Regions from separate parts of the Gossypium arboreum genome. Here region 2 is linked to region 1. Evidence: chromatin contacts called from public Hi-C data. All regions are on one chromosome and are shown on one strand. Each heading gives the region's core, a stretch centred on a gene start, on an enhancer-like site or on the middle of the called end of the contact. The rest is flanking DNA. Distances are from core to core; before and after follow the strand shown.

What was found. Hi-C and Micro-C count contacts between places; a contact is called where the count stands out from the background.
Region 2: a contact with region 1 is called in a Hi-C map of leaf, with 2.7 times the contacts expected there. The contact joins the promoter of LOC108483589 here to the promoter of LOC108483663 in region 1. A contact is called at or near these places in 2 of 5 Hi-C or Micro-C datasets (both in leaf).

What each region holds. Positions count from the first base shown.
Region 1 is chr1:14,517,175-14,521,138 of ASM2569848v2, forward strand. It overlaps LOC108483663 (structural maintenance of chromosomes protein 2-1), which reads right to left and starts at 2,212. Exons shown (of 21, transcript XM_017787179.2): 1 at 1,829-2,212; 2 at 1,391-1,743; 3 at 543-1,223; 4 at 219-362; 5 at 1-105. The coding sequence starts at 1,708. LOC108480391 (cell number regulator 6-like) reads right to left here. Exons shown (of 5, transcript XM_017783376.2): 5 at 2,948-3,391. The coding sequence ends at 3,170.
Region 2 is chr1:14,676,482-14,680,445 of ASM2569848v2, forward strand. LOC108483589 reads right to left here and starts at 2,057. Exons shown (of 16, transcript XM_017787073.2): 1 at 1,735-2,057; 2 at 1,555-1,638; 3 at 1,314-1,387; 4 at 1,196-1,229; 5 at 1,021-1,079; 6 at 496-610; 7 at 336-373. The coding sequence starts at 1,911.

The DNA of each region.
Region 1 (3,964 bases), core at 962-3,461:
CTGCTTCAATTCTGTTTCAGCAGTCCCAACAGCAACTTTGGCATCTCCTAGTTGATCCTCTAGACATTTCTCTTCATTTCCACTGCTCTTGCCAGCTAGGACAGCCTGCCATGTTCATTACACAAACTTCCTCAAAACATTTGGTTTACAAATGAATGCAAGAAATAAAATGCTTATAAAATTATAATTAGAAAAACAATGACATAGCAAGTGTTTACCTGGTGTTCCTTTTCAAGATCTTCCAAACTCTTAGAAAGATCCTCAAATCTCTTGTTCAGATCAGCTGCTCCTTGTTCAGACTTTTGCAATGCAATAGCTTTACCTTCAATAGACTGCTTTAAATCTTCAATGTTGTGAATGATCTGGGAACACTAAATGTTAAAATCAATCTTTTATGTGAAAATAGGAACAAAACACTAGAAAGCAGATAAAAACGAAACAAATTCAAGAGAAAATAAAACAGATTTTCTCTATGTTAGATAATTAAAATGCTTGAGCCGATTCCAAAGAAACAGCAGAGCTAGGGGCCAGAAATCTATAACCTTTTCAGCATTCTCTTTCTCTCCCTTGAGAGTATCCTCTTTACTCTCCAGCACAGACACTTCCTGCACTAGAGATTTAGATAGTGAATCTACTTCATCAGACAAGGTTTTAACTTCTCCACCCATAGTAGCTTCCTTTTGAGCAGTCAACTTCGATATATTTGTCTCCATATCCTGAATTTCCACCTTTGTTCTTTCTGCATCATTATCAATTTCAGTTATCTTTGCCTTTACCCTTTCCACTTCACCAACCGCACTATCTCTAATCGTCTCTGCTTGAACATACTCATAAGCAACACAAAACCTTTTAAGTCGATCCAGCTCCGCATTCCCATTAGCCCATTGCATATACTGCATCCGTTCTTTTCTTAACTTCTCCAAAGCAGGCAGTATTTCTTGATCAAGAAGCTTATTTATCTCATCTACCTTACTCTGTTTCTTCTCGAGTGTTTTCAATGCGAACTCTTTCTTTGTTTCATACATTCTTGTTCCAGCAGCCTCTTCAAGCATTGATAAAATCTCAGGAGGTTTCATATTTAAAACCTTGGTGATGCGACCTTGCATTATCAGAAAATGCGGATTATTAACATTAAGTTGAACCGAATGGAAAAGGTTCTGTACTTGGCTTGGCTGCGCAAGTTTTCCATTGATCAAATATTTGTTCCTCCCACCAACTACAATCTGCAGAGGTTTCAAATATATTTTCAATTAAAAAAAAAAGATAAGAGTTCCATGAAATCATATAAATTAAAACTAAAGAAACGGGAAATCTTGCAAGAATAATTCAAATTGAAATAAAATTATAACTGAAATAAGGGGGGGGGGGGGGGGGTTTATTCGTGACCTACTTGTCGAGTTACTGTAATCTCAGAGTGATCCGCATAACCAAGTGGACTCCGAGATCTATCGGAGTTGTCGAAAATAATGGAGACAGTTGCCTTAGTAATTCCAGCTTGGCCTTGCTTGTAAACGAGCTCTTGAAGATTGGCAGCTCGAACTTGCTGCAAATTGGTGATACCTAGGACAAAGCAAATCGAGTCCAAAATGTTGGATTTCCCCGACCCGTTTAAACCCGTAATGGCATTGAAGAAGGGATCGAAACCAGGGACGACGGTCCTCGTGGCGTAGGATTTGAACCCTTCCAAACATATTTCCTTGATGTACATTGCGCCTCAATTGCGGGACTCGGAGAAGGAAAATCCTATAATTTGAAAGGACAAGAGAAATGGAGAGAAATCGCATGGGATTGTGAAGAAAATAAGTAGAGATATTGCAATTAGCTTTACCTGGGTTGCCCTTTGGAGGTCTTCAGATGAAAAAAGCGAGTGAGTTACAAATGAAGGTTTAGCAGAAAAGTAAGAAATGGGAAGGCTTTGAGGTCATTTTAAATTCTGAAATTTTGAGAAACTGAAGAAAGAGCGGGAAATACAGATGTCAGAATTGTTTTAAAAATATAAATATATCGCGGAGGAGGATGCCCTAGGCCCTCTTATCACTTCTTTCACGCCCCAACTACAGGGCCTCAACACCCACCCTACTTTTTAGGTTTTACTTCCCAAATTCATTTACAATCCAACTCAAAAAATCGATTTCTTTTGGTTTATTCTGTTTCTTGGTTTAATCAACTTTCGTGTTTGACTTAATTCATTCCGTTTTCAGTTTAACCCTAACACACAAAACCAAAAGTTCATAACCTTACGTATCCAAACTCAAATATCTATTAAAACTCTTAAAAGTCTAGACCCATTAAAATTTAAAACCCAATACCCGTTAATATTTAAAACCCAAATTCATAATTTGAATTTTTTATGATATTCATTTTAATTTTTATTATTTAATATATATAAAAAACCTAAATTGATTCAATACCATCCATCCCGTCCGAATTGAAGTGCCAACTCTACCTTAGTCCATCCTTTCCTTGCAGGTCCAACGAAAGTTCATAACCCAACACTCAGTCTTCCAACAATCCAGATCCGTTTCAAGAAGACGCAAACACACAAGACATGACAGATTTTGACAATCAACATTACTAAAACAATGCCTAATATATATGTATCCTACTGAGGCTAAAATTTTGACACTTACCCGACATAATACTTTCTGTTCTATTTATATATGCACAAATTAATACAACATGGAAAGCGAAATTCAATATACACGAATTGCTATGCTTGGTTTATACATCTTTCATCATCAGTAAATACAACTTAAAAAATCATAAACTTTAGCACTTGATATAAAATCTCTAAAATCTTACTGCTACATGTTATGGTTGGTTGAAATGTTGATGCTGGTTTTGCATGGACATGGCTTAGACTGCAAATCTCCAGGTACCACTTCAATGGGGTGATAGCAATTGACAAAAAATCATGAAGGATTATGTACAATGAAACAACTAAAAATGAAGTAACGGCATCTCTGTATATATATAGCAAATCAAATGCCTCGCTGATTAGGGAATTATCTCTCAGTGTCAATAGATGTACCATGAGAAGAGTATGGAAAAGTTCTTCTGAAGACTAACCAATTCTACAGAGAAACAAGGCATGAATATTTAAATAAAATCCCTCCAACACAAAAATCATTCAACAATATGCGCCATTTTTTACTAAGAATGCCGGAACTTAGAGAGCTTGCATCTCCAAGTTTGTGCTAGTCCCAGAGGGTGGTGGTGTGGAATCCTGGTTTTCATTATTGGCGGTCATCTCTTGAACAGGAGGAGGGTTGACAACAGTCATTGGCATGACAAAGTCATCTGATAGCCGTCCCTTCATCTCTCTATGCTCCTGGCATAAAGCACACCAGTGCATGCAGCAATGCACCATGCAAGGATCACAGGGTGAATTCTGCAATTAACAAATACAAGTCAGAAAATGTTAAAAGTAGAAGCTCTTACTCCCATCTGTTTTTGGGCAAACTTACTACTGGATACCGGTACAAATTAATAGACATATTGAAAATTCAAATGTCAGCAACTAAAACTCAGGCATGGATATCAAATTAATTTGAATATGAACCAACATCATTCTCCACAGTCCGTGCCAAAAGACACAACAGGCTAGTGAATTAGTAATCTTGGTAAGAGACAAAGAGTAATTACTAATCAATACTAAATTACAATTGATAATATTCAGAAACAAAAGGTTTCAAGACGTTCAAATTGTTAGATAGAACTCTAAGTCAAATCTTTTTTCTTCTTCAAATTTACTTCTATGGATATAAGCTAATTCGCTGATCATAAAAACCATGTTTAGTTTAGTTGGACCAAGTAATACTCTATTTTATGATAGTACACGTGCTTATTTGATAAAATACTGTGCCACTTTGGAACTACTTAAACTGGATAGTCTATATTTAGAAGGTTGTGCTTGTTTTGCATTAATAATAAGTGCATATGGGCAACGAAAGATTAGATACTA
Region 2 (3,964 bases), core at 807-3,306, 160 kb after region 1:
GTGCCTTTACATCTACCTTTACCTGAAAAAGCAAATGATTAGCAAAATAAACTTTTTATCTTGTAATCAATAGATAGCTGTAGTGACACTTCAGTGGAAAACCAAAAAGTCACATTCTAAATGAAAACCTTAATTCCTACCATGTATAACTAGAACAAACTATTACAGGTTGTGGAAAATGTCTTCCTTTGATTGAAACCATAAAATGTCTTACTTGATAACCATCATTTTATTTAATTTGTTGCACTGGTTCGAAATAGTCAGAAAACTTCTGAATTGGAACAGAAAGCTGTATAATATAAGAAGAGAAGAAAATAAATAGATTCTAGACGTACTCCGTTGCTGTGCGCAGCAATTCATAAACCATATCTGTCTGTAACAAGTCAAAAAAGAAATGTAAATACATAAAATAAAATAAAATAAAAAACATAACAAACAGGTTTAACCTTATGAAGAAAATATTAAAAGTTCAGAAGAAGAAACAGAATGCTAAACCTGTAAGACATTAGGCAAGTTCAGCCTCTGTGCAAGTTGTGTGGCTATTGTAGACTTCCCAACACAGGCAGTTCCACAAACAAGAATCACCAAAGGAACCCTTTGATGGTGAAATCTGAAAGAAAGAAACAAAGAACGCTTAGAAGTTCCTTAGATATTCTTGTTCTGATATTTTATGTCAAGAGAAAGTAATAAGTCAATGGAAATTTGTTCCATGCATAGTCCAACTTAAACTTATTCCAATATTACTTGTGTCTTTATAATCATCAAGTATAGGGTGAAAACATGCATTGGACCTAGACCCACAATACGACTAATTATCTAGCATAACAAATTGAAGATAATTACCCAAAAGGGGAAACTCTTATAAGGAAGAAAACACCATTATCAGACAGTTAGGACAGTTCTTTTAGCATAATTAGCTTTGATGCTACTAAACATGCAATAAAGAAGTTGAAAATGAAATTTTAATTCCATAATCAGGCACCATGTAATTGTTTGGCATCATCTTGAAAGCTAACTAACCTGGTCATCATCTTGTACCGATTTATATACTCTTCCCCATAACCACGCCGCTCCATTAGCTGCACAAAGTGTATGTTAGAACGCTCCACAAAGCTACAACCTCCAATAAATCTGGAAGTGCTCTCCGCTCTACTTTTTCATCCATAAAACAAACTCGAAAATGTTAAGAACACACCTTAAAAAGATTAACTTCCAAATCAGACTGTGAGCTGCACAAGTATATGACGAATAGAACATTAATATATATAAATAAAACTGATAAATAAATCAAAAGAGACAGAAAGAAATCATACACATCCAAAAGGCTGTTGTCTATAAGCAGCTTCTTGAGCTCAAGAGCGATTTTAATAGCTACATGATTCGGAATCTGAAACCCTCATGTCATAACGACACATATAAAATAAATAAACCAAACATAATCTAGTAAAAAACCACATAAATAGTAAAAAGCGAAGAAAATAAAGAAATTCAAGCAAGCTTATTTCAATAAAATCCTTTAAAATCATTATTTAAAAAAATGAATGGAATTGAGACCTTTGTGACAGTTAACATTCTGCTGAGCAAAAATCTGGATAAAACATAATAGTGATCGGCGTTATCACCCAACCAGACCCTCACCTAAAAATCCAAAAAGAAATAAAAGAGAAAACATATGAAAATCGGAAGATACAGTTTAAACTTAATTAGAATAAATGAGATTTGGAGAGATAGAACCTTGACGAAGTCGTATTTGGAAGAAGCGTTGCGAGGACTGGATTTGACTGAAGGAAAAGAGAAACTGGTAATCTTGTCGTCGTCTTCGTCTTCACCACTGTAATTGTGGTTAGCTCTTGAACGCTCTGCAACTCCCTTGCCCTTGATGTTGTTCATCGTCCTCTCATTTTCTCCCATTTTCTTTTCCTTTTCGTTTTGGATTTCAATGATATTTACTTCAGACCTTCGATACCGTTTCCCTCGACTTAAAACTCGATACTGTCGGCTAAAGCCGTCCACATGGTTGCCACTTCAGCATTCAACTTCTCTTTATTTATTTTCGTAATAATAATTATTAAAATATAAGTAAATAGTGAAGTAATTCCTTTATAATATAAATATACGCGTCTGTTAATGTTTGTTAGAAATAAGATTTGGGAAAAATTTACAAATGGTCACCCAACTATGTCCACATTTCTGTTTTGATCACTGAACTTTAAAAATATTTTATTTAGGCACTAACATTTGTATTTGTTTTTATTCTAATCACCCGCTGGCCTTTTTCTAATGGGTATAATAACATATTTAACCCTCAATACTTACATATTTTATTAATTTGATCCTAATTCTAAGTAATTCAATAAATTTAATCTTCACATTTATAAATTTTATCAATTTGATCCTAATTCTAAATAATTTAATAAATTTAACTCTTCACATTTACAAATTCTATCAATTTAATATTCAAACTTCCTAACTAAATCTTTCAAATTTTAAAATAAAGACATTCCACATTTATAAAAAAAAAATTATCTCCTACATGCATATATGTTTTATTGGACAGTTGCACTATTAGGTCGAAATTAAGAAATGTAGTTAATTGTATTTACTTACCAAATGTTTAAAACGATATAACCAGTCGCCTTTCTGCTTTGGTTTTTATTTTTCAATTGACTGAAGGTATAATATTTTCAGGGTTTCAATCAATATTGTTCTTTTATTTTATAAAGCCCACTTCGGGGTTTACATCTTTAAAAGGAGGACTTTTGCTAGCATCTCAAATTTTGTAAAAATGATAGGTACGCGAGTATTTTAGTTTTTAAAATTAGTGTTAAATTTATAAATTAGTATTTTATGATCAAATTGATAGAATTTATAAATGTGAAGGGTTAAATTTATTAAATTATTTACAAATAGAATCAAATTGATAGAATATATAAGTATTGAGGACTAAATGTGCTATTATATCAATTAAAAAAGTCATGTCATTATTTCTATTATCAATTTAACAACGAGTGACCAAAACGAAACAAATACAAATGTTAATACTTAAATTAAAAATCTTAAAGTTTGATGACCAAAATAGGAACATGGATATAGTTGACGAATCATTTGTACAATTTACCCATAAAATTTTGATTGAATTGATGTATTGTATTATCGAGTTTCAACTGATATTCTTGAGACGAACATTTACATATTTTAAACTTCAATATATTTTTTACTCAATGGTTTTTGAAAGCAACAAATTTTATTATCTTAACTAAAACCGCACTTAATTTATTTATTAATTTTATTTTTATAATTTTTTTATAAATGCATGCATATAATAAAATGTATTAAACACACCATTTTTTTTCAAAACACACCATGATTAAAACAAAATGAATGAGATATTACAAATATATTTTGCTTGTGGAATTTTTAACTGTATTCAACTAATTTTACTTATTGTCTAAATTTTAAAATGTTAATCTTTCTTTAACATTATTTAAAAGAATCTGTTAAACTTCATATAGATTATTAAAATGGTTCCATTTTAAGATTTGAATATTTATAATAAAAATAAAACAATTAACTTTTTATTACCTTACATATACTTTAGATTGATATTTATTTAAGGTAATAAAAATTCATTTAAATTAATTTTTGAATTGTGCAAGATTTGGTAAGAAACTAAAATGTAAGTTATTTAAAATAAAATATATTTAAAAATTAATTAAAATGTCAAATTACATAAATATAATTTATTATATAAAAGTTTTTTGAAAGAGACATGAATATAAATATCATATATGATAATTAATTTTTTAGAAACTTTAACTTTTATTTATTTATTTAATTGAATTTACATAATAAATGATGAGTAGTTTAACAGATATAATGGTAATTTATGTAATATAATTTTAAAGTAGAATTTTAATAATTTAATTATAGTTTTTCTTCTCATCTTCCATAATTCGTGTGTGTT